Linked DNA regions of Capsicum annuum: region 1 is linked to region 2. A link is a contact called in public Hi-C data. All regions are on one chromosome and are shown on one strand. The core of a region is the stretch at or near the end of the contact, and the rest is flanking DNA. Distances in the headings are between cores, read along the strand shown.

Region 1 (2,700 bases), core at 154-2,653, 96 kb before region 2:
TTTTCATGATTATCAAACCATGAAATTAAATCATACTATACCATAAATTTAAGAAATAATTAAAACAAACATGGTTCACATACTAACCATACCATACCATCCACGACAAACCATCGTCCAAATAGAGTGTTATGAGTCATTTGGTGTGAGTTATAAGATATAATAATTTTGAGATAAATTGCAGGAATATTTTATCCTGCGTTTTACTTATCGTTTTAGTTAGTCTCAAAATTATTTATCTAATTATTTATACTATTGTGATCGAATAAGTTATCTCACATATATGGTAGGATAACTTATTCGGGGATATTTAATCTCAAAATAATTGATTCTAGGATAATTTATTCCCAAAGACCACTTAAGGAGATGATTCATATCCCCACAAATATCTAATGCTTGTTTTGGAAATAAATTTAAAAAATCTTTCTTTTCTTTTTTAGACTTCTTACTTTGTCAAATAATGTCACATACATTAAAAAAGGACTAATAAATATGACTTAATTCAAGCTTCCAAGCACAAAATTTAGCTCTAATTCTCAAAATCAAGGATCGATATGTTACATTATTCTATAATTTGACATTTGAGAGGGTAATTTTTCGCTTATCTAATCATTAATAACTTAATTTTTTTTAAAAAAGATAAGAATAGTAGATAAAAGAAAATTCTTGTAACAAGTAGTATTACAATAAAAAAACATAATCATCTCTGCCAGAGGGTCACCCGGACCAGAAATAAACTACAACATCATTGTTATATGAGACTAAAACATGAACTAATTGTAGGAAAAATTAACCATAATAATACAATTTTGTTTTATGTAAGAGAATTCACAGGCTACACGTGAAAACATTTGGCTGCTTATGTGGTTGGGTGGCACACAAATACAGACACCCACGTTGATTTTGTGTGTTGCCGTTACAATTCAATGTCCTCTTCGATCTCCAAAATCTCACTGTTTTAATAGGACAAATTACTTACTATTCATCCGATTATTATTATGATCATATATTCCTCTTTCACACTACTCTCTACACTACAAATTCCTACTCAACTTGTTAAAATGATTCTCTTTAAAAATATTAAACTTGTTTTATGTTCCTTTCAAACGTGAAGAGTTTAATATCGATCCTTTAAAAAATATTACACGATCTCTCTAATATGATTTAGATAACACTCATCTATTCAACTGATTTTTGAACTTGAATTAAGTCTAAAGTTCATTCTCTTAATATAATATCAGGGTAGAATTCATTTCAATTAGGTATTATTTTTTTAATGTTGAGCCTACATATTCAATTCTTGATGCTCCAAATATCTGATTCTAGAGGTGACATAAGGAAGGGTGGTGGGGGGAGGTGGGTAAAGAGTGTCACATCAGTTGTTACGGGACGAGTAGCCTCTTTAATATAATTTGAAAAGTCAAACCTCTTGAGCTAATTTATAGAGTTGACATAGGTTCAAATTTCATTCCTTTAACATGATATCAAAACACGATTCATTTTAATCCATATCTGAAATGTTGAGTCCCCACATAAAGTTGCACACGCACTAAATATCCAAATTTGAGTGTGGGGAGAGTGTGAAGAGTCTACATCAACGAGTAATCTCTTTAATATAATTTGAATAACCTCTCTTTTAACTAACTTTTGAGGTTGAGTTAAAGCTCAAGGTCACGTGGCACTAAATATCCAAATATCATTTTTTTCGCCTTTTTTTGAGTTTTTTTTTCTATTTTTGTTATTTTTACTCTATTTTTTTAATATTGTAATAATAAATGACTCTATAATTAATACTCCATATACTAATTAAATAGTTTTATTATTTCAACGACTCAAATTTCATATTTATGGAGAAAAAAAAAATTAAAATAGTCTTTATAAATATATATATATATATATATATATATATATATATATATATATAAATACAATTTTGTAAACAAAGTACATACTCTATGGACCAATAATACATACTATGTATTATTAGGTATTAAATTAGGACATAATAATTGTCTAGACATTATTATGAATAGTAATGGTATTAAATTAGGTATTATTATTAGTAAATAATAATGTCTAATAATACCTAATAATTATTAAATACATTATTATGTCTAGACATATAGTTACATTAGGTATTATTATTAATAAATAATAAATTGGATAAATAATAATTCTATTGTCTGAGATTATTATTGAGATGTATAATAATTATTATAATATTAATAATATTATATTATACATATAATATAATAGAATCTTGGAATCAGAGCTTTTATTATAATCTTAGGGCTTTGATACCAATAATAATAGACAGATAATAATAATATAATATAATATATATTAATAGACAAACAGATAATAATAATAATAATAATAATAATAATAATAATAGATATATAATAATAGTAAAGCGTATATAAATTATATAAGTGAACCAAAATAAATAAGTAATTAAAGCAGGTAAGTAGATATGAGAAAATAAAGCAGAGTTAATGCGGATGTGGTTTTTATATGGTGTAAAATCCTACTTAGTACTCCTTCCTTGGTTGTCCTTAATCCAGTGTAAGTGTCCAAGTCATAAAGATCAAAGTATATTTTCTCCCAAAAATAAAATATTTTTGTATTTTTTTAATTTTATACTCTGTTCGTTTCTTTCTCTTCAGTTTTAGGTATTTTAGCAATATCTTCTTTAATCAC
Region 2 (2,700 bases), core at 122-2,621:
TTCAACAATACCTCAAATTTGCAGCCCTTAAATATATAAAGGAAAACAAAAAAAAAAAAAGATAAAGAAAAAAATTAACCCCAAAATAAAAAAGCAAAACAATGAGTTGTCTAAATAAAAACGGCTAACTACAGAGTCTAAATAAACTCATTTTTTTGCTCTTTTATTTTGGGGTTAATTTTTTTTTGTTTTTTTTCTTTATTTTTTTTTTGTTTTTCTTTATATATTTAAGGGCTACAAATTTGGGGTATTATTGGAATTAGAAGAAAATAAAAGGGATAAAAATGTAAATGTCTTGATCAAACTAAAAAGAATTTTAATATAAAATATAAAAAGTTGGGGTACCCGATGTCTCTTTTTTTCTTTTTTTTAATCAAATTTGATTTTTTTAAGTACTTTTTTATTTTACTGCACATCTACAAAAAAGTTACAAAAGAAATTAAAAATTGATTTGACCAGATTCTAATCTTATCCAAACGGGGTTTATAAGATATTTTAATAAAAAAAAAATATATGATGATTCTTTAATTTCTAGATATTAAAGATGCCTTTAATAATAGTAAACCATACTAAATAATATCATATAGACTTAAGAAAGATAAATTTATTACTTATGAGATTTAATTTCAAGTTTTCAATATCCAAATTTTTTTACACTAAAAAAAAATTAAATAATTAAAAAATATAAATTATTACCATGATTGAGTGACCAAAAAAGTAATCTGTTACAAATATCAACAAATAAAAATTAGGAGAAAATAAAAACGAAGCAAAAGAGTAAAAACTTGAATTTATTTATTATGGTAATACGAGAAAAAAAATTGAAGAAAAGAACAAAGAAAGAAAAACAAAAAAATAATAAATAAAAATTAACCCCATAAAGAAAAAGAAAAAAAGTGATTTGTTGAAAAAATAAAAAAGTTAAATAAATGAGAACACAACAAAATAAAAAATGAGAATTCTTTTAAGTAGTGAGACCCAAAAAGATTTATGTCAAAATATTAGGTGCCTCATGCAAGATGACTTGGTGCATGAGGTCCATACTAAAATTTTCCATCCGTTGGTGTTTGTTTTTTTCACATTCATAATTTTTTTTTATTAAATTAGTTAACAAATACATATATAACATCATCAAATTTTCAAATAAATATTACCGCTATAGTGGAGCTGGAATGTACTTCCTTTGTTAACCTTTTAAATTTTATTTGTCCTTTCCGAAAAATGACTTGCTTTTACACATGCTAATAAATGTGCTTTATTTGAGTACCCATTATTTTGATTAGACGTTATTTCCACCATGAAGATATAACTATGGCAATGACTGACACCTTAAAGAGCGAGTGTGTATCCCGCTCTAAATAATGGGGAAGTGATGGACAGTCCTTTACGCACTATGTTTAGTGAATTTAGGTAAATCAATAATTTCCCTATTGGATAACGACTCCAATTATACTTTCTACGTTTTTTTCTTCAACTTTTTGATTAAAGACTTGACATGAAACTTCGGTACATGTCTTGTTCAACAGCTTCTCTTTTGGCCAAACGTAGACCCCATTTTGTATCTAACACTGAGGTACCAAGAAAGGGTTGAATCAAACTCATACGTGAATATATTCTTGAAAAAATAATACTAATACGTACTACTTAACTTATTATATTTATATAAATTTTTATTCTTACATAGTAATTATAAAAATTTCAATGAATTATGTATCTTTACTGGATGTATCGGGAGCTAACTATATATCTCAACAAACTCAAAATAGGAAAAAATGTATCGGGGGCTAATTATAAATCTTTACAAAGAAAAAAATGTATCTTCATTGGATGTATTACATACCTTAACAGACCCAAAATCAAAAAAATACATCAGGAGCTAATTATTTATCTTTGCAAAGAAAAAATTGTATCTTTATTGAATATATCGAGAGCTAATCATGTATCCCGACAGAACAAAACTGAAATTTTCAGTAATTATACAAAATCACAAAAAAATTTATAATTTAATTCTAAACTATCAAAAAATATGTTGTTTGCTCTTATAGTTTAAGGCTTGCAATGTCAAACTAGTGGGTTTGTAAAAAGATCGGGTATGTAGAATTTGGGGCGGGTCATTTGACTGATTCAGTACACTCCTGAATAATTTATATCTATAATATTATATATATATATATATATATATATATATATATATATATATATTATAATATATTAAAAGTGTGAAGACCCAACCAAGCAAATCGAATCTCCTTGACCCGGGCACAGCGAGCAGTTTCCGTGATGGAAAAAACAACATCACTGACTCCAGAGAAGTAAGCGAAGGGCCGTCAGCAAGCAGCACCGGCATCGACAGCGGTTGTATGATTCTATCCGTTCAAGTCTTGGTATACCGGTGGGTCGTCCTATGAGTAATTCTCGCAAACAAAGAAGAAAACAGATGGAATTCAAGGATAAATTCAATAAGACAGAGCTTCCTCTGAAATAAACCTACTTATTTGATTGATGTTCAGTTTCCCCCACTCCTTTAGACAAAACTATCTTTTCACTATTTTCTTCAATTTATTATTTAATTATTTTTATTATATTAACCAAACTCCTAGAATATATGGGACTCCTAAAATATATGGAAGGAAAATCAATTAATATTTTTCTTTTTAATGATCACTTAGAAAAATACTTCCAAAATAGGATAGAATAATA

Evidence for each region. A called contact is a pair of places that touch in the nucleus more often than the background predicts.
Region 1: a contact with region 2 is called in a Hi-C map of leaf, with 1.7 times the contacts expected there. The contact joins two enhancer-like sites. A contact is called at or near these places in 2 of 5 Hi-C or Micro-C datasets (leaf and placenta).

What each region holds. Positions count from the first base shown.
Region 1 is chr1:171,445,359-171,448,058 of UCD10Xv1.1, reverse strand. No RefSeq gene overlaps it. Among protein-coding and RNA genes, the nearest start is that of LOC124888477, 8.4 kb to the left of the region's middle. Within about 2 kb of position 1,403, at least 1 of the 5 cell types and tissues checked has an H3K27ac peak or open chromatin away from gene starts, as enhancers often do.
Region 2 is chr1:171,349,317-171,352,016 of UCD10Xv1.1, reverse strand. No RefSeq gene overlaps it. Among protein-coding and RNA genes, the nearest start is that of LOC107841346, 49 kb to the right of the region's middle. Within about 2 kb of position 1,371, at least 3 of the 5 cell types and tissues checked have an H3K27ac peak or open chromatin away from gene starts, as enhancers often do.